Regions from separate parts of the Mus musculus genome. Here all the other regions are linked to region 2. The links are chromatin contacts, called in public Hi-C, HiCAR-type and promoter capture Hi-C maps. All regions are on one chromosome and are shown on one strand. Each heading gives the region's core, a stretch centred on a gene start, on an enhancer-like site or on the middle of the called end of the contact. The rest is flanking DNA. Distances are from core to core; before and after follow the strand shown.

The links. Promoter capture Hi-C pulls out the DNA fragments that hold promoters and counts their contacts. A called contact is a pair of places that touch in the nucleus more often than the background predicts. HiCAR-type assays count read pairs that join an accessible place to other places.
Region 1: a contact with region 2 is called in a promoter capture Hi-C map of pre-B cells. The contact joins the promoter of Pdap1 here to the promoter of Pomp in region 2. A contact is called at or near these places in 2 of 39 promoter capture datasets (liver and pre-B cells).
Region 3: a Hi-C map of B cells shows a contact between it and region 2, with 5 read pairs. The contact joins the promoter of Arpc1b here to the promoter of Pomp in region 2. A contact is called at or near these places in 1 of 39 promoter capture datasets (pre-B cells) and 1 of 484 Hi-C or Micro-C datasets (B cells).
Region 4: a promoter capture Hi-C map of pre-B cells shows a contact between it and region 2, with 4 times the contacts expected there. The contact joins the promoter of Arpc1a here to the promoter of Pomp in region 2. A contact is called at or near these places in 2 of 39 promoter capture datasets (liver and pre-B cells).
Region 5: a promoter capture Hi-C map of pre-B cells shows a contact between it and region 2. The contact joins the promoter of Zfp655 here to the promoter of Pomp in region 2. A contact is called at or near these places in 3 of 39 promoter capture datasets (the C10 cell line, liver and pre-B cells).
Region 6: a contact with region 2 is called in a HiCAR-type map of astrocytes, with 5 times the contacts expected there. The contact joins the promoter of Atp5j2 here to the promoter of Pomp in region 2. A contact is called at or near these places in 2 of 115 datasets of contacts at active chromatin or transcription factors (astrocytes and large pre-B cells).
Region 7: a promoter capture Hi-C map of pre-B cells shows a contact between it and region 2. The contact joins the promoter of Cpsf4 here to the promoter of Pomp in region 2. A contact is called at or near these places in 2 of 39 promoter capture datasets (liver and pre-B cells).

The regions. Positions count from the first base shown.
Region 1 is chr5:145,138,769-145,141,468 of GRCm38.p6, forward strand. Pdap1 (PDGFA associated protein 1) reads right to left here and starts at 1,257. Exons shown (of 6, transcript NM_001033313.4): 1 at 1,199-1,257. The coding sequence starts at 1,211. It overlaps Bud31 (BUD31 homolog), which reads left to right and starts at 1,608. Exons shown (of 6, transcript NM_001310771.1): 1 at 1,608-1,674; 2 at 2,537-2,668.
Region 2 is chr5:147,859,280-147,862,016 of GRCm38.p6, forward strand. It overlaps Pomp (proteasome maturation protein), which reads left to right and starts at 1,349. Exons shown (of 6, transcript NM_025624.3): 1 at 1,349-1,412. The coding sequence starts at 1,410.
Region 3 is chr5:145,112,799-145,115,762 of GRCm38.p6, forward strand. Arpc1b (actin related protein 2/3 complex, subunit 1B) reads left to right here and starts at 1,458. Exons shown (of 10, transcript NM_023142.2): 1 at 1,458-1,543.
Region 4 is chr5:145,082,517-145,085,380 of GRCm38.p6, forward strand. It overlaps Arpc1a (actin related protein 2/3 complex, subunit 1A), which reads left to right and starts at 1,353. Exons shown (of 10, transcript NM_019767.2): 1 at 1,353-1,456.
Region 5 is chr5:145,230,337-145,233,036 of GRCm38.p6, forward strand. It overlaps Zfp655 (zinc finger protein 655), which reads left to right and starts at 1,406. Exons shown (of 4, transcript NM_028298.4): 1 at 1,406-1,495. It also overlaps Gm6287.
Region 6 is chr5:145,190,135-145,193,102 of GRCm38.p6, forward strand. It overlaps Atp5j2 (ATP synthase, H+ transporting, mitochondrial F0 complex, subunit F2), which reads right to left and starts at 1,407. Exons shown (of 4, transcript NM_020582.3): 1 at 1,369-1,407. The coding sequence starts at 1,381.
Region 7 is chr5:145,165,891-145,168,752 of GRCm38.p6, forward strand. It overlaps Cpsf4 (cleavage and polyadenylation specific factor 4), which reads left to right and starts at 1,323. Exons shown (of 8, transcript NM_001291248.1): 1 at 1,323-1,569. The coding sequence starts at 1,467. Ptcd1 (pentatricopeptide repeat domain 1) reads right to left here and starts at 1,214. Exons shown (of 9, transcript NM_133735.2): 1 at 1,064-1,214.

The DNA of each region.
Region 1 (2,700 bases), core at 7-2,506, 2.7 Mb before region 2:
TCAAGACTGCCGAACTGTAATTCTCAACCTTGGAGTCAGGAGCTGAAAAAAGTTCCTTTGCCTTTTAAAGATGAGACTGTGAAACAAAGACAGTGCTCCTCTAGACGCAGGATAAATCAGCAGAGAACTAGATTTAGACACACTTGGCCCTGTAGAGCCTAATATCTGAATATTGACAGGAAGCAATTTAAGCTTGAAAATCTCCAGGCAGATGTTCCTGTGGGCTCACTGCATTAACTGGCTTAACACGTGAGCTGCCAACATTTACTGAACATCTGTTCTGTGCTGGGAGCTAGCCAGGCCCTTAGAGCGATTTATTCTGCCACCGTAACTCCTGTCCGCCTGTCTCCTACTCATCCAACTAAGCCTTATTAATACCCCTGTAGTTCAGATGAAGAAAACGAACTGGAAAAGTTTTGTTTGAGGCCACAGACTTAAGATGTGATATATCTGGTATTCAAACCCCTGATTCTAAGGGGTGAAACCAATGTACGATGGGAAACACTTGTTTTCTTGGTCTCTACACACAGTAATAGCTGAACATTTAGGGGCTGCGGGGCACTGGGCTGAGTACGTGGGCTACCTAGTTTATGCCTCTCTCATAACAGGAGGAAAATATAATCAATGTCCCCCACCCCAACCCCCTTTTTGGAAACGACAAAACCGGGACACAAAGAAGTTAGGCGACTGGCTCAGAAGCACATCCTTAGTGGCTACGGTGCAAGGAGAGAATCAGAGCCAGGTCCCACATCATCAAGTCAAGGTCTTATTATGAGGCAGGCGTGGCTCCTCAAAAGCTCCACAAAAGCCACATTTTATGCTCGAGGCAGCCAGGCACCGCACCAGCGCGGGACGCGGTGACTCAGTCTCCGGCCAGCCAAATGGGAGGACAAACTTCAGATGCTCCGGAGGCTTGGCCGAGACTCCTGGGTCCTGCTCTCCTCAAGGACAAGGACCCAGCACCCGTGAGTCTCCTCAAAAATCCCCGACGGAGAGGCCCTCAACCACTGTGGTCCTCGGCTTCCCAGGCAGGACAATTGAGCGTCGAGGCCCACGCATGGCTGGGAGGCGACGGGGATGGCCTCCTTCAGCGCGGATCTCTTAGAGGCCCCAGACCCGCGGGCTGAGGGGTCCGCGGCAGCCCGCCTACGGCCGCCACTAGAGAAGCCACGCGAACCACGCGCGCCCACCCCCTCACCTCCTTTAGGCATCTCGGCTCCGGCGGCTGCAGCGGCGGCGGCGGCGCCTCGAACTGACACCGGAACCGGAAACTCCTTGGAATCGACTTCTTCCGCCCGGCTTGGTTCCCTCTCCGCGCGCCACTGACGCCGCCACCGCCGCCACGGCTGCGAGGATCTGGGACCTCACACCGAGGCCGGGCTGTCTTGGGAGGTGCCTGAATTCCTGACCAGAATATGTACTGCCAGGAATCCGCGTTCCCCGGTGTCCCTGTCCGAGGAGACACGTAGCCGTGTGGGCCACCCCTACAGGAAGTGAGAGGAAAAGGGCCGTACGGTTTACGGAATTCTACAAAGGCAGCGCCAGGGACACCTAAGATGACGCAATCTCCGCGCGAGGTGGGCGGGGCCCCGCGAGGGCCTTATTCTGAAGAGTTTGTCGCCGGAGCGGAAGCCGTCAATAAAGAAGCAGCGGCCTTAGGTGCTTGAGTTTCCGGTGAGTGTTTCTCTGCTCGGTTCTCGAGTACCGTATCTTTGGCAATGGTTACGGGCAGGAGAGCTGTGTGAGCTGCTTATGCGGCAGAGGCTGGAGTCTCCGATGACTTGCACAGGGGATGGTAAACTTGGGGCTCGCTCTTTCTCTCTCTGCGTGTGTGTTTTTTTCCCACGTCGTTTTCTCTTCCGGGACCGTTTTCTGTCTAAACACCGCTTTTTTTCTCAGATGCTGCTCTTGAGTTTTCTGCCACTGTCCCTTCCGTAACTTCGCTCTTGTTCACCCCTTTTCCCGCTCTTCTACGTCTGTAAACAGCCCAACACAACACCTCTTTCCTCCTGATCCGATCGCCTCTTCGTTTTACCTCTCCCCGGCCCCGAGAGCCTCTCGGGTTGAGTCCTCCTAGGTCAGGAGAAAGTGATTCTCTAATCAGGCTGTGCGCCCTGGGAAGGGCTCAGAGTCAATCTATCTTTTAACGTAAGCGCTGGAAAAACCAGAGCAAAGACCACTGATGGGGAAGTCAGGAGCCTCTAATCTGTTAGACTCACTGGTTGTCAGCAATGTGACCCTGAGTCCACGTCTTAAGAGTTTTATTCTTAATTTATTAAATTGTTAAGAAGGGGTGTGGGAATAGGGGATTGTAAAGTGTCAGTCACCATACAGTGGATGGGACTAAAGACAGTTTTGAGCAGATGAGTCTGTTATGCTGATAGGTTACTCTTTGCCAGCTAGAAAGCTTTATGCAATCGGAAGAAGAAGAAAACAGCGTTTCTATTTAGATTTTGACTGGCCTGCTTTGTTGTTCTAAAAAGAGAGATTTTTGGCGGCTATTTAACGTGTGTAATCTACTGCTTTTATTCTACAGATGAGACAGAAGACTGCAGAAGAAAAGTGATCTCCCCCAGAGTCACAGAATAGTTGGTAAATCTGGACAAGAACACAGCTTTGTAACTGTGAAGACCAAGAATTTTTTTTATATTACTCTCAATACCCAAAGGTATTGTGCATTCCTTCTTTCCTTCCTTCCTT
Region 2 (2,737 bases), core at 99-2,598:
ATGTACCCTGAATGTGGGAGGCGCCATCCCATAGGCTGGGGTCCTAGGCTGAGTAACAAGACAAAAACAAGAGGACGACATTCATTTCTCTCTGCTTCTGACTGCAGAACCCAAGTGACCAGCCGCCTCATCCTCCGGCCAGCACAGCTAAGACCTGTTTTGTCTTCTTCTCCTTCGTGCTATGCCATACTCTCATAATGTGAGCAACAGGGCTGGAGAGATGGCTCCGCGGTTAAGAGCATCTGTTGCGTCCCTTTCCCAGCACCCAGAGGGTGGTTCCCAACCATCTACCTATAACTCCAGTCCTATAAGACCCTAAGACTCTTTCGTGTTGGCAAACACCGCTAATGTTGCAAAAGAGTGTGAGGGCACCAGGCACACACCTGATGCACACGCAGACAGTCAAACAAAACGTTTTAGAGGAATCCTTTAAAAATTAATTTTAAAAAGCTTAATGAAAAGCCGGGCGTGGTGGTGCACGCCTTTAATCCCAGCACTTGGGAGGCAGAGGCAGGCGGATTTCTGAGTTCGAGGCCAGCCTAGTCTACAGAGTGAGTTCCAGGACAGCCAGGGCTACACAGAGAAACCCTGTCTCGAATAACAAAAAAAAAAAAAAAAGCTTAATGAAAAGACTTAGGGAGATGACTCATGTACAACATGTAGAACCACGTTATTTGTAATTCTAAGAGCCTGACATACGTTAGCTCTGATGACCCTGACTTAAAATTGTCACCACCACCACCCCCATGTCACCGAAAAGGACTTAGTCCCAGGGAACCTCCCAAGTCTTTGCTGTCTTCCAGTCTGGCCACACTGACCATATCGCCGCCTTCTGCCTCCCGCTTTTAAGTTGCTTATTATGAACGAACCGGTGGCCAGACCTGACTTGGGACTCAGGTTGTGATTGCCCCCCAAGTTCGGAAATATCCACACCCCACAACCCTGGAGCCCGCCTCTGCCTGAGGCTCGGTGCCTAAGCTAGCTTGGTCCTTTCCTTAGGTTCTACACATACCCAGCCTCGGACCTTCGATTTATAAAACCGTAAAGGCCTGTTGTCCCACTTTTGACTCAGCAGAAGGACTTTATGTAAATCACCACCGTGCGTCCTTGGATGGCCCGTGGGAAGTCTGTGCATTTGCACACGCCCATCTAACACCGTCCCGCGAGGCCAGGGCCAGTGCACACCCGAGCTGCGCCCTTGGCCCTCGCTCACCGGGGGACAGCGAGCGTGGGAGCCCCGGCCCAACGCTACTCCCTGCTCCTCCCACGCCCCCTTTCCTTCCTGGCCGGAAGGACGCACTTCCGGCGGATGGGGCGGAGGGGTGGGCGTCTCGGCCCCGGAAACGGAAGTGAGCGGTTTGGCCGGCGGACTCGAGCAGGTTTATAGATCTCACAGAGCTGTTTCAAAGATGGTGAGTGAGCGCGGAGGGCCGCCGTCGCGGCGGGTACTCGTGGTGCGGGCACGATCGCGACTGCCCGGTCCCGGCGGGTGTCTGACGTGGGCGGGACCCGGGCTGCACTCTCTCGGGTGGTCCTGGCTCCGATCGGACGGCGCGGGTCAGTTCCCCGGGCCTCCCAGGCCACAGCGCCCCTTCCCAGCAGTGGAGGCGGATGCACTCCATGCACTGGGCACCTCCGAAAGCCAAGCCTTGTGTGCGTGTTGGGACACGCCACGTGCCTTCTCCCTTAGGGTGACTGCACCCCTACACCCGCCAAGGCGCACGACCGCCCGTTGCATTCGTACAGCTCAGCCTCGGTTTACAAACATCTCTCTGTGTGCCATGTGTCGCTCCCGTTTTGTTCGTATAGTTAGTGCTTGAACTCCCTCGCATCCCCCTCTGGCCTCTCCTCCCCTTCTGGCCTCTCCTCCTGCCCCACTTTCTGTTTCTCTTTGAGCATAGTCCTGAGTCACTATGGCACTCCTCCGCACGCCATCTGCCCACGTCCAGAAAGCTTGGATTGGCAGAGACCGCTAACCAGTGTAAAGGAATGTGAGAAACGCTGAAATATGAATGGTTTTTAGGTCTTCATAGACTTAACTTGTATCTGACACTGAACTAGAACCTTAAGGAGTCCTCATATTTTACAAAAGGACACCGGGACGATAGTAACAGCAATACTAGAGTTCAGAATTTCCCCTTTGTGTGTAGCGAAACTTCTCCTTTGGTGCTTTTCAGTACATCTGTCCCCAGGAGAACACTGTACTGTAGTGGTGTCAGTCAGCATTGGGACAGCTATAATCATAGACAGGGCCAGTCCTGGAAGTCTGTGCTTGACTGGCAGTCACGGAGTAGGTGACTGTCCAGGATAGATTACCTGTTGTCTTCCTGATCCCCGTGGTTTCCTGTGTGAAGAGTGGGGACACCAACAGTACCAGGCCCTTGAATTATAGAGTTGGAGCCCCGAACTCTATTTCTCAGATGTTAATGAGGTCTAGAAGGAGATTGTTAGCGATTTTGTTGGTGAGGTGGTGTGTTTTGGGGAAACCTTGTGCAGAATTGGGGAGACTGGTGAGGCTCAAGCAAGACCCAGTTGGGGCTGCTGACATTCCCCCCCATGCGAGCTGCCAGGTCAAATACACAGGTGAAGTAAGTCTATCAACTAGCTGCTTTCTCAGAATTGTTTGGTCTAGACTAGTAACAGAGACCAGGTCACCTGTATCTAAGCAGTTTGTGCTGTCAGATGTCGGGTGACAGTGACAGTTCCAAAGGAGCTGTTTTTAGCCTTTTGCACTGTT
Region 3 (2,964 bases), core at 208-2,707, 2.7 Mb before region 2:
GGCGCAGGATCATGGCTCCTCTGTGTCTGTGGCAGGAGGATGACTCGTGGAAACCTGAGCTAAATCTTACTGAGCTGGGTGGGTCTGGTGGCACGGGGAACTGAGGCAGGAGAATCACAAGCTCAAGGCCTACGTAACTTCAAGTCCAGCCCCAGAAACTTAAGGAGACTTAAGTGAAGGCTGGGGATGTAGCTCCGTGACTGAGCGTCTGCTGTGTGTGCAGGGCCCTGAGTTTGAATCCCAACACCATTATATATGTATATGTGTGTGTGTGTGTGTGTATACACACACACACATATACATAATCACTGAACATGGGCAGGGTGTTCACTGCAGCAACTGCTCCAAACTTAGAGTATTTTATTACACCAGGCATGATGATGCACTGCTTTAATACCAGAACTCAGAACTTGGAGACACAGACAGAGGCGGATCTCTGAGTTCAAGGGCAGTCTGGCCTACAGAGCTAATTCCAGGGCAATCAGGGCTACACAGAGAAACCCTGGCTCAAAAAAAAAAAAAAAGTATTAATTTATTTACTTACCCTGCGTGTGTGTGTGTGTGTGTGTGTGTGTGTGTGTGTATGTTTACACACTCTAGTTCACTATGGCTGGCATGTGTGTGGAAGTCAGTGCTGGGAGTTCAATTCAGGTCCTTAGGCTGGGCAGCAAGCACCTTTGCCATCTGAGCCATCTTACTGGCCCATTTCTTTGGTTTTTTTGAGGCAGGGTTTCATGTAACCCAGGCTGGCCTTCATCCAGCTCTACAGCCAAGGGTGAACTCGAATCTCATCTCTCTTCCTCCATCTCCCCAGTGCTGGGATGACAGGTGTGGGTTATCACAGGCACCTCTAAGCCAGAATTAGTGATACAGGAGATTGCTGGGAGTCTAGAGAGGAGCTCTCAGAAGGTGGGAGGCACAGCAAAAGGAACTTGAGACGCACCTAACCTGGAAGACCCTTGACCCTGGAGCATCATCACCTGACTGCAAAGCTACTCAGCAACTTGGAGGGAAGTGTGTGGACTTCCGAAGCGAGAAGTCACCTGGAGTGGCAGTGCTCTTCTTCCTGGACGCCAGCGACTCTGCCATCTTTGGGACACAGAGTCTGGGGAACCACGGCTGGGGTGCACCTAGAGTGCGAGGGGCGGGGCAGGAGTCATTAAGTTGCGGGGTGCCTGCGTGTGGCCTCAAAACCTTTGAATTCTTGGTTGCCCGATCTCGGGCTTCCGCCCTCTAAGCGCCCCCCCCCTTCTTCCAGCCTCAGTTTCCCCATTCAGAAAGTAGTTAGGGGCAACAGCGTGCGATCTCCGAACGAATTCTGGGCTGAGCTGGACTTAACTGAGGTCCGGGCGGCTTAGTACCCCGAGGGGTGGGCGGGCCCTGAGATCTGGCCACAGCCGCCCGGGTCCCGCCCCCGGTCCCTGCGGGGCTGTGCCCGAAGGCCCCGCCCCCCGCCCACGAGGAAGTGGCTGCGGCGCTGCGCGGGTCTCAGAGCCGGTTCGGCGCGTCGACTGTCCAGAGTCCGCGGCCGAGGAGACCCGAGGTGAGGGGCGCGGGGTGGTCGCGAGGTGTGTGTGGTGTCTGAGGCCACCTAGAAGTCAGGGGACTCGAGGCGATGTTCGACGGTGAGGGGGATGGGGATGAGAGAGGAGTGGAGAGCCGTGTGCATGGGGGCCTGGTGGGGCTCCCGGCGAGGGTGGGGCTGGCAAGGAGCTAGTGGGGGGCGGCGTTCTGGGGATGCGGGGCGCGGTGGGAAGAATCGCAGAGATTCCCCGCGCACTCGACGCCATCGAGACGGCACAGCCCCAGCCTCGCGCCCCCTCTCCGCTTTCCTGGCCCCGCTTTCGATCCCCGAGACCCGTGTCGCCCCGTTACTTTGGGCGCAGGGCCCCACGCTCAGTCACTTCCCCCTCGGTCCGCAGCCTTCCGGGTTGTTGCGACCGGGAAATGAGCTAGCACCCCTGCCCCGCCTCATCCCCCAGTGACCATACCCGGCAGGGGTCCAGGTTCCTGGTTCCACCCAGCTTGGGCGAGCGGACCCTGGCGGCTCGAGGGGCACCCAGCCAGGCCACCCCGGACAGGGCAGGTCCCGGTGGGGCCCGCAAATAGGCTGGAATCCTGAACTGGGAGCCAGCCCAGGTGCTGGCCATGAAGCTTGTTCCCGCGAGGCAGCTCCAGCCTGGGGCGGTGTGGCTGCTGACGCAGTCGAGCCACCTCGCCTCTCTAGAGCTCAACTTGCCTTGCCTGGAAAATGGGGACCTTCCAGATTTGGAGGCTTAGCTGCCAAATGTGGCTAGTACACTTGGCAGAGTGCCTGCTTGTCTGCTGCTGCAGACCTTATTTCTGCACTCCTTTGAACCTGGCCTTATGAGGTGGGAGGGTGGGGTGGGGTCCGAAGCTGCAGCCCTGCGGGGCGACTTGGAGGGAACAACTTCTTCACGTGGACAATAAAAAAGGAATAGATTTACCACGTGGGCTTCTACTGTAAGAGAATGTGCGGGGCTGGGAGATGGAGCATTGAATAAAAGCACTGACAGGGGTGGAGTTGGGGAGGGGGAATCCTGAGGGTCTGAGTTCGAATACCCCGACACCCATGGGCACTCAAAGACACACAATGAAGCGTGCAAGGCAAAGGTCTGTGTGAATGAAAATTTATTTATTTATTTTGGTTTTTCGAGACAGGGTTTCTCTGTATAGCTCTGGCTGTCCTGGAACTCACTCTGTAGACCAGGCTGGCCTCGAACTCAGAAATCCTCCTGCCTCTGCCTCCCGAGTGCTGGGATTAAAGGTGTACGCTGGTGATTCTTTTTCACTCTGGGTTGTTTTGTTCTTTTAGGCAGGGTCTCCTCCTTTCCCCTGGACTCGGGTTCTCTCTCTCTCTCTCTCTCTCTCTCTCTCTCTCTCTCTTTCCCCCTCCCTCCCTCCTCCTTCCCTCCCCCCAGGCTAGCCTTGAACTCATAGAGC
Region 4 (2,864 bases), core at 103-2,602, 2.8 Mb before region 2:
CACTCACACAGCACACACACACACTCACACTCACACACACACTCACACACACACTCACACTCACACACACACACACTCACACACACACACACACACACACACACACACACACACACACAGACCGATAATAATTCTAAAGACCATAACGCAACTGTTTTCAAGGTGGGGCAAACACTTAGGGTAAGGAATCCGAGCACTGCTAAGCAATGCTCATGGATATTTGACTCGAAATAGACTATTCCCTTATTTCTGTTAGGGCAGTGTTTACTGTCCACTGGGTCAAATATATAGACCACCACAAGACAAGGACTGGGGTGCCTACCTCTAGTGGAACCTGGGTACTTAACTGGTTGCTTCATAATTTCTACCAGAGCAGGGGCAACAGTCTGACTGGATGTAGCATTCAGGGCAGTTCTTATAAATTGCATCTACATAGAATACACTCTTTCCATGTCACCATTGCGCCTTCTTGTGGTGTCATTGTGGGTGCAGGAACAAGTGGTCCTGATCTAGGAACAGTCAAGGGGACTCTTAGGTAGACTTGAGACTTTCTACTGAGGGTCCAGGACAGGGACAGTCCGCCAGGCAGAAAATAGTCACCAGTTCTGACCCACCCTCTATGAAGGAACACAAACATAGTTTCAAGGGCTGGCAAGATGGCTCAGCTTAAAAGATTGTATTGTTCTCGCTGAGGACCTGAGTTCAGTTCCCAGCACCCACATGGTGTAACTTACAATTCCAGCTCCAAGAGGATCTGTTGCTCTCTTGGCCTCCAGGGGCACCTGAATTCACATGCGTATACCGACACAGACATCCATATAATTCTTTTTTTTTTTTTTTTTTTTGGAGACAGGGTTTCTCTGTGTAGCCCTGACTGTCCTGGAACTCACTCTGTAGTCCAGGCTGGCCTCAAACTCAGAAATCCACCTGCCTCTGTCTCCCAAGTGCTGGGATTAAAGGCGTGCGCCTCCACCGCCCAGCCACATAAATATTTTTATTTTATTTTATTTTATTTTGAATTGTTCTTCAGAACCACAAAGCCTGAGAGATCCTAGCTCAGTAATTTGTAACAAAAAGCACTTGAGAAGCTCCCAACGCTGCACACTTGGGCCATGGTTCAGAAATGTGTGTGTGTTAAAACCTCCTTAAAGAAAGGAGTAGGACGCCCATCCAGTTCCACAAGCACGCCCTAGCGCTGACGAGCGGCTGCCTCACCTGAGCAGCAGCCGCTCTTCAGACAGAACACGCCAACAAAGGCTACGTTCTGCGCCTGCGCCTGCGCCAAGCGCCAGCTGAGAGCGGCCGCTCTGCGCAGGCGCTCCGGTCACTTCCGGGATCTGTCAGCCTCTCCCTCTAGGCCTCCCTCCTCCGTCCGCGCCCGCCGGAGCCAGTTCGCGTCGACTGACCAGAGTCCGCGAATCGTCCGCTCCGGACCTCCAGACCTCCCCAACCTCAGGTAAGGAGCCACAGGGCGGAGAGTCTGGCCCGGGTCGCCTCCATTTTTTTTTTTGTATGTTCTATGGCACGCGGGGGCGGCGGGCCCAGGGCTGTTAGGCGCGGGGTCTGGAGCTGAGGGGCCCGGGATCTCAGCCCTTCGTGGTTACCTCTGAGTCCCTGGTGCCCCCCTCACACACAGACCGAGCGTTTCTGAGCACTTTCCAGCTGCCCTCCATCTCGGATGAGAGAAGGAACAACTCGGCTTCCGACACCCCCATAGTACCATTTGCACCCCTACTGTGAGCATTTACCACAATCTGTAAAATTAGTTTAGACGGGCGGATCTCCCCCCCCATCCCCCGGTGGCTTGTCACGAGTATCTGTTCATCTCGTCAACATCTAGGATGTTGCCTAGAGCAGCCTCCGAACCGTCAGTTATTGGGGAACCCTTCCCAGCAAGAGAAAGCCCATCTTTCCAGTAACCTTAAGATTCCCTAGCTCTAGCCCCCGCCCCCGCAAGTCAGACTTGTACTCTCCTCTGCACCCGTATTCATAGGGTCCTTTATGTAGAACCCTCCGAGTTCCCGTTTGACTCTGCCACTTTGTCAGGTGTCTCTGGGAAGGTTGTTTCTTGGTGCCTCAGTTTCCCCAGCTGCAGTAAGAAGATTCTTAGTCTACTTGGTTTTATGGGTTTCGCGTGGAGTTCGTGTGCTTGAGTTGCTTACAGCAATTCCTAACCCAGAGAAGCTGTTCAAATGATCTGATAATAAATGATAGCCATTACTGGTGCTTCTGAGACTTTCAAGGCATATCTGCCTTCCTTTACTTTCTGCTCTCTTTCCTCCGGAGAAGGACATGAGGACAAGGATTTATTCATGTTCCTGGCCCCGTTCAGATACTGAACACTGTTGGGAACATGGGAGGCACTTAATAAATTGCAGCTTAGAATCTCTGAGTATAAAGCCATCTGTTGTCATGGTGTGTTTCTCTCCTATCTTCTCCTTGCCCAGTTTCTGAAATGACCTAGGTTGGCATCCTATTTTATCAGTTCCCTTAATCTTTTGGTTTCCTAGTAGGCCTTAGGATTTCAGGTCTCTATAAGTTATCAGTCCCGGGTGTTTACCCCATTAGATCAAGTCACTGGCTGTCTCAGGGGTGGGGGTTGGGGGAAGGCTTCTTCAATTCATATGCTGTTCACAGCTGAGAGGACCCATTGGAAATTGCAGACTCCTTTAGAGGATGGGTGGCAGTGTTTTGAATCTAAATTATCTAGTGTTAGGTCAAAATAAGTTCTCTACAGGAAGTGTGGAGATGGTCTGATGAAGCTGGAATTTCTAATGAAGCCTGTCAGAACATTGGTAGGGCGTGGTGACCTGTTGGAGCACAGGTATCGCTGGGCTGGGTAAGGAGAGCAATTAGAAACTAGA
Region 5 (2,700 bases), core at 156-2,655, 2.6 Mb before region 2:
TCCTCAAAAAATTTTTTTTTGATCAGGGTGTATGTAGCCCCGGATAGTGTAGAACTCACTATGTAGACTAGTCTGGGAACTCACAGAGATCCACCTGTCAGGTATAGACCACCACATAGGCTACCACACCTGTTGTGGGCAGTTTTTTTTTCCCTTAAGATTTATTTTTATTTTGTGTGTGTATGTGTGTGCATATGTGTGCACTGTGCCAAATGTGTGACAGGAGCCCAAGAGAGACCATCCAACCCTCTGGATTTGGAGTTACACTGGTTGTGAGCCACCGTGGGAACTAGGAACTGAGCTCCGGTCCTTTGCAAGAACAGTTAGGGCTTTTACTTGGTAAGCCATTTCTCCAAGCCAAATAATTTTTTATATGTGTATCCTTTGCCTGCATGCATATATGTTCACCTGGGGTGGTCAGCGTCTCCCATGGTCAGAGGGCATTAGATCCACCTCTAGAACCTAGTGACAGGGTTGTTAGCCACAGTTTGAGTTCTGGGAACTTAGCGAACCTTTGTACTCTGGAAGTGCAACAGTGCTCTTCAACACTGAGCCACGTCTTCAGCCCTTGGGCAGTATTTTAAAATATTTGATTTATGTAGCAGTTGTTCCTAATACTAGATAATTATAAGATTGTAAATTACAAGATTCTGAGCTTCACTAATTTCCAGGGGAACAAAATTATGGGAGTCTTGGCTTTGCATCTACTATTGCAAAAATAGTTGAGATAATCAAGCTTGAGGAGAGATTTTTGTGTCACAGTTTCAAACAGTTCTCAGTTAAACTTGCTCCCTTTGTGTCTACAGTGAAGCTGCACACAGCGAAGAACTCCTGTTGGAAGAAGTTGCTCACCTCATGGTAGGCAAAGAATCAAACATGAAGGAAAGGGTGGGACTCAAAGTAGGGCCTGACAGGAAAATCTTGGTGACCTTGGGCGAATCCTCTTGGGGAAAACGTTTGTCCCTTCCAGGCAGGGCAACACCTAGTATGTCCCTTTCTGTGGGCAATTTGGGGTCAGGCACTTCCTAGGAGAAATAAAGCCGGACCAAACCAGTATTAGACACGAGGGTGGTATTTCATCTTCTGCTTAGGAATCCTCCTGCACGCTCTTGCGGCCCGGGAGGAGTCGGGAGTTCTTTCCCAACCTCTGTCGCCCTCCTGGTGTAAGATGCGCCCTAATCAGCAGGGAGGGCTGTGCGACCTCGAGAAAGCGAAGCACAACAGCAACTAAGGCCTTATCTAGCGATGCTGCGGACCCCACCCACGAGACCGCATCCCGTGTCCGTCAGCTGACAGCTCGACCCGGGACACCCTCACCCCTGCTCTTCATCCGGGAACCTCACCCGGGACCGCCCTCCCGTGGACTTCCGTCGCCGGAAGTGACGTAAGGCGTCAGCCTTCTGGCAGTCGAGAGAGTGGCCCCGGACAGGCTGGTGCAGCTGAGCGAGGAGCGCCTCCGTGACGGGACAGTCTCCAGGCCCGCCTCTCCACCTGGGTGAGTCCCGGGGAACCGTTGTCGCGTCGCCGTGGGAGCGACCGCTTGTTTGGCCCGCGGGGCGGACGCGCAGGAGGCGCCGCGTGCGGGCTGACGGCTGTTCCCGGAGCTGGGGCGCGCGGAAGGCCGGGCTCGCGGCCCTGTTTTCCCCTCTTCCCGGGTTCGTCGCGGAGCCCGGGGAGCCGGGGTGGCCCCGTGGTGCGAACCCAGTGGCCGGGCCCGGGTGGCAGCTCGGTCTTGTGGCCCGCTTCGCCCTCTGGGGACCGAACCTTTGCCCAAGAGAGAGGTAGGCGGAGGGTGGCTCTGGGCGAGGCCTGCGGACGGGCCGGGAGCCTGGCGGAGGGCGGTGGACGGTGGACGGTGGACGGAACCCGGGCTCGTCCTTGGATCTGAAGGACACCAGGCTCCTCGCAGCCCTCCCTCGTGCTGCGCGCAGGTGGCTCGACCAGCCTGCCCTAAGGGTCTGTCTCCTAAGTGAGTTGTATCATTATTCATCGGGGCCCATTGAGTAATGCAGAACGGCCTTACCGCTTACCACATGATTCCTAAGGGGCCTGCTTTTGAGAAAAACAATGAGTAATCTTATCTGGCGTGTTTCACTGGGTCTCAGCTTGAGCCTCTAAATTACTTAGGACGCTCCATGGAAAGGTTTACGCAGTTGTACTGTGTTGAAAAAAATTCTTTTAATGGTAGCTATTTTGTTGTTGTTGTTGTTGTTGTTGTTTTGGTTTGGGTTTTTAAAAGACAGCTTTGAGGCTAACCTTGAACTTCTGAACCTCCTGTCTAAATCTTCCGAGAGCTGGGATTACACGCCCAGCGATACACACACACACACACACACACACACACATATATTTTAAACCACAGATTTGGGATTGTTCAGTAGAGTCTGAGTAATATCGAATTCTTACACCTTCCTGTTTGGGTTTTAAGTTTTGAAACCGAATGGTACTCATGTTTGTTTTTTTGTGAAGGGGGAGGTTGTTATGGATTGAAGGTAGGGCCTTGTGCATACTAGGAAGTACTCTACCCTTAAATTACAGGCATCTCCTGCTTCTGTGTTTTTCTTTTTGTTTATTTTGGTAACTTTTTAGGTTTTAAACCCTTCTTGGGCCCTAATTACCATGCACTTTACTTAATTACATTTAGAGAAACTTAAGTCTGTGGACTGTGACAACTAAAATCTAGTGGGGCTGGGTTTCTAG
Region 6 (2,968 bases), core at 157-2,656, 2.7 Mb before region 2:
CAGAGTGGCAGAGAAATCCTGTAGGGGTTGGGATCCAAAACTTCTATTTTTTCAACTTTTTTTTTGGAGAGGAAGGCCCAGGCTGACAATTGTGCTTCTTCAGCCTCTTGAGCAGTGTCATTAATGCTCTTCCCGTTGTCTCTTCTGAAAGCTGTGTTCACTAACCATCTCCTACCATTTTACAGATAAAATAGCTGCTAATGCCCCAGGTGGCAGTGACCTACACCTTTAAGCCCAGTACTGGGGAGACAGAAGCAGGTGGATCCACAGATGAGTTCCATTACAGCTGGAGCTACACAAAGAAATCCTATCTTGCAAAACCAAGTACCAAACCAAATCAAAAAGGCTCAGCTCCTTCACACCCCGTTTTTAGACACCCCCCCCTTCACCTTCCCAGGCTGAGATAAAGAACACTGTAACAAGCTAAGTACAGTAGCATAGGCCTGTAATCCTAGCACTCAGAGATAGACGCTAATACATCACGACTGTGGCAGCAAGTTCATGACCAATCTGGGCTACATGGTGAAACCCTGTCTCAAAAGGAGGAGGTAGACAACTGTGAAATGGCTAGCCTGGCTACTGGAGTTCCTCGGAGTTGTCCTCGAACCTGGACACAAGCTCCAGCATTCCCATGACCATACCTAGACACGTGTGGGACACATAATAACAAAAACAACAATAATGTGTAATCCCAACAGTGCGCAATGAATGTGTGTGGAGATTGACTCGTACGTGTTAAGGGAACATCTGCTTGTCTGTCACAAGGACATTTCTGAAAGGTAATCTCATTTATCATGAGACCCGCCAACCTAGGTCTGAATCCCAGCGAGGCTCTCTCAGGACTGGTGACCTTGAACAGGTCACTTCACCCCAGTAGGCGTATTCAGTCGACACGTATGTAACATAATGTGGTGTCGGGAACCATTCTAGGCATTCGCTGGTCCTGGACCGTAATCTGAAAGCCTCATCTCCAGGGAGGTCCAAGCGCTGCCCAGCGTAAAGGTTCAAGTGACCCTGCCTGTGTCAAGTCGCGCAGGAAGAAAAAGCAGCAGCTTAGTCCTCCGCGGAAGGACAGACAAATGGTTCCGGGCAACGCATGTGCAGGCCCCCAGAAGCCTCTCCGTGCTGACTGGGTCTTCCACCGCCAGGCCAGGCGATGCACAGCAGAAATCCGCTGCAGAGTGGAGGGAGGAGGGCGGGAGCACAGGACCTTATAGTAAGTGTCCAGCGCGCTTCCGGGGAGGCTTCAGTGAAGCCCCGGGTGAAGAGCAAGAGTTCCCGCGGTTCCTTCTCACCCCACTGTGGCCCTGGAGCCTGTGCCCAAATCGGGCTTCCAACCCCAAGGCCAGGAAAGGGCCGAGTACTCACCGAGTGACGCCATCTTGAAGTCCTGGTGTCCGCAGAACTCCAGCCGCGCGCAAAGGCTGCTGGGAAGGGCGCACGCACCCCTGCCGGAGCGGGAAGCAGAGGCTCATGGGAAGTAGATCACCACTTAGGTAGAGCATTTTGAGACCTATCCCAGGCGGAAGCAAAGGACAAAAGAGAAAAGGGACCTTTTGACTTTTTGCCTTCTACTTTTGGATCTCTCATGAGGAATGAGAGGCTTAGGGGTGTGGCTCAGTCCCGGAGTGCTTAAGGCTCTGGTTCCATTCCCAATGCTGAAAAGAAAGAAAAGCAGAGAAGCCTTGAATAGGAACATTTGTTTTAACCCTCCCCAGTCCCTTTTACTTGCTATTCACTGCTCTGACCCCCAAATCCCTCTGAAGTTCCACTCCACATGCTTAAGTGGTTTCCATGATGATTGCAAACACGCCTCCACAGCTGACACCTGCTTAAATGGGTATTTTCTAAAGCTCGTAAAGGTAGTTTTTTTGACCCAAAATCAGAAGTATTAGATTTAAGCCATGTTAGCGCCAAAGTCAGACTACTATATAGCTACAGGCATTATCTTGCCATTAATTCCCAAATTTGGGCCTGAAATACAGCAAGACTGTATGCAATAACAGAGTTAGTCTAGCCTGGAAATCAGTATATGTTTTGGGTTGGCCTGAAACTTTTAGCAGTGACAACTCATGTATGGGAATTATATGTGTGCACTGCCTGTATAAACTGACATAACCACTCCATGGTATAATTAAGGTGAAGGTTTTTAAAATTATTTTTATGTACATGGGTGTTTTGCCTACATATATGTCTGTGTACCACATGCATGCAGGGCCCACTGAAGTCAAAAGAGGTCATTGGATCCCCTGGAGCTGAAGTTAGAAAGACAGTAGTGAATTCCTATGTGATTTGTGGTAATGAAACCTGGGTCCTCTGAAAGAGCAGATAGTGCTCTTAACAGATGAGCCATCTCTCCAGCCCCCATAAGGAAAGGGGATTTTTTTTTAAAGATTTATTTATTTATTATACGTAAGTACACTGTAGCTGTCTTCAGATGCGCCAGAAGAGGGCGTCAGATCTCATTACATGTGGTTGTGAGCCACCATGTGGTTGCTGGGATTTGAACTCAGGACTTTTGGAAGAGTAGTCGGTGCTCTTAACCACTGAGTCATCTCTCCAGCCCCCAGGAGAGGGGATGTTTATTGTAAATATGAGTGAGAGGGAACAGCCAGAGGCATCTGGAAGAGCAGAGAGAAGTAGACTTAACATGGGCATCTGACTGGACATGGTCAGAGCAATCTAAGAGTGAGAGCATGGGGTAGGGTGGGAGTGAGAATAGCAGGCTTATAAGAATGATTCGCTGGAGGGGTGGGGGGAGTCCAGGAGCTAAAGGGAGAAGCATAGAGAAGATGAAAAGAGCCAGAATGCTATAACATGGCCTTTGCTGTGTGTAATGGGTATTTGTGATATTGAGAGACTGGAGGCCAGCATGCATTTTGATATGCTGGTAAATGCCAAAGGTAAGGAAAATGACTCCTTTTGACAGAAAACTGGGCTTCCCGATTCCTTTTACCTGCTATTCACT
Region 7 (2,862 bases), core at 73-2,572, 2.7 Mb before region 2:
ATAAATAAACAAACAAATCTTTTTTAAAAAGAGTCAGAAAAGAGAGACAAGTTTACTCAGAGGGTAGGCTCTGAGTTAGGAAGACCTGGCTCTGTGCAGGGTGGGGAGTGGGAGATCAGTCAAACTTACTATCTCAGCTGGGTAGAAAAGAGTCAGAAATTCAGGGTCACCCTCAGCTATAATGTCAACTTCAAGACCAGCCTGGGCTTCATGAGATTGTCTTTAAAAAGTAAGAGTAAGTCGTGATGGGCCATGCCTTTAGGCCCTGCACCAGGGAGACAGAGGCAGGAGAATTTCTATGAGTTCAATGCCAGTCTGGTCTACAACTGTGAGTCCACGCTACTCAGGGCTACCTAGAGATCCCCAGTCTCGACAACAACAACAAGAGGCTCAAGAGGGTCTCAGCAGATAAAGGTGCTTACTGCAGAGCTCGGTGACCTGAGCTTGATTCCTGAACATACTTGGAAGGACTTGTGGTACAAGCTTTTCCCTAATCTGCACTCGAGTGGTGTGGAAGGCACATATATGCACATGCTCCCTCTCACAGAGCTACACCCTCTCACCCTCGCATTCTATTTTTATTAGGCTGTGCTGGGCCTGCTTACTTTGAAGCCCTTTAATAAAAAAACAAAACAAACAAACAACAACAAAAACAAGACATAATAACAGGGAAAAGAGGTATGACGGTATTTTGAGGCTTAGCTCTACTAGGTTGACTCGCTCTCCAGGGTCTCATGTAATGCAGTCTGGTCTTGAGCTTCTGACCCTTCTGCCTCCACTTGCCAGTTAGTGGGATTACAAGTCTGTACTAACACTACCGGCTTATGCGGTGGTGGGGCAAGCACTTTACCAACTGAGCCACACCTCCTGCCCCCTTACCCGACTTTTAAACGTCTGCATTAGAGCTACACCCACAGAGAGACCTGGGACCCTAGGTCGCCCCTTGCTTCCTCTCCCCAGGCCTTTAGATCCTCCGTTTTCGCATCTGAGCTTGGACAAAGTCCCTCAGGTCCAATTTCCACCCGGCTTCCGGGTTTCCTATGAGGGTTGAACAGAAACTCACTCTGAGCGTTCTAAGCGGCGAGCCCCTAGTGAGACGTCCTCAGAGTCGAGGGACCGCGGCTCCAGAGACAGCGTTCCTGCCCTCAGCACAGACTACGGAGATCCCGCGCAGGCGCACTTGCGTCGCCGCCTCTTGTGTAAGATACAGAACCGAAAGAAACAGGCGATCGGTCGGCGGCTAGTCAGGCCTGAAGGAGTGGCCGGACTCTGAGCTCCGTTGGCTGAGTCTGGATGGGAAAAAAGGGCCGGCGCGGGCTCCAGCGCTCCCGGCATCCCTCGCGGGGCGGCGGCTGCGGCGGCGGCGGTGGCGGCAAGCGAGAAGGGGACGGGGAGAGGTAGCGTGAGTTGCGGAGAGCGGCTGAGAGACCTGAGGGGGAGCTGGGCCCGAGGCCGCCGCCGCCGCCATGCAGGAAATAATCGCCAGCGTAGATCACATCAAGTTCGACTTGGAGATCGCCGTGGAGCAGCAGCTCGGGGCGCAGCCGCTGCCCTTCCCCGGCATGGATAGTGAGTGCGGGGCCCGGCGGGTGGGTGGGCGAGTCTGATTCTGACCAGAGGTTACCCCAGCCCTGGGCCCTGGAACCCGGGACCCTCGCCTAGTTCCTCCGCTTCCGTCCTGGGACTTCCCGGTGTCACTTGAACTCGGGGAGACCTTTCCTTGGATCCTTGATCCCCGGGGACTGCTCCGTGGCAATCCTCGGGACAGCAGGACTGTGTCGGTTGTTCGCGTAATTCTCCAGTGAACGCGTGTCATCCTGAAGTGGAACTGCCTTCTCCCATCCTGCTCCAACTTCAGCAAAGTCTTAGAATGTCCCCCATTTCCACCTCTTAGCGTGCTCCTCTCTACTTTCATCAGAACTAGGCGGTAGAAGAGTCTGAGTGTATCTGACTGTCGAAGACTCCAAGTAGACCCTCATATTCCAGGCTTGCTTTAGTCTAGCTCCTGGGAAATCCTTCCCTGTCCTGGAATTGTCCGTTTTCCTCACTACCCCACCTCCGGGTCACCTGTCCCAACTCAGGCCCCCAGCGAACCTTTAGACCGAGCTATATTTACTGTCCCTCTTCATGTGATGAGATGGTTTTCCTGTTCTGGTGGGATATATCTTCCGTTTGGGGGAGCTGCTTCAATTCAGACAGAACTGTCCTCTTTGGCCAGGTCGTCCTTGCACATATGTCTACTCTTTGTTGTTGTTGTTTTTCGAGACAGAGTTTCTCTGTATAGCCCTGGCTGTCCTGAAACTCACTCTATAGATCAGGCTAGCCTTTTAAGCACTAGGTTTTTACTCAATTTGATGGCACTGCCTTGAGACCATGGAACATTTGTGTGGGGCAATAGATCCACAAACCTGTGGAGGCAAGTGTGCACTTGAAGTAAAGATTTGGGTTTCTTTAAAAAACACAGAAATAGCCGGGCAGTGGTGGCGCACGCCTTTAATCATGGCTCTTAGGAGGCAGAGGCAGGTGGATTTCTGAGTTCAAGGCCAGCCTGGTCTACAGAGTGAGTTCCAGGACAGCCAGGACTACACAGAGAAACCCTGTCTTGAAGGGAAAAAAACAAAAACAAACAAACAAAATCCAGAACCCAGAAAACTACAGAAATAGGAATATATTTTTATTTTAATCCCAGATATGGGATCTGGGGCTGCTTCAGATTTTCCATAGCAGCTGACTATGATTTGCCTCATTCCTTAGCAGGAGTGTGATACTGCCAATGGCAGATAGTTTTTGCCATTGTGTGGCATTTGGAATTCGGAGGACTCTTAAGAGGGTATATAAATGCTAGGGCCCCAAGAATGTGGG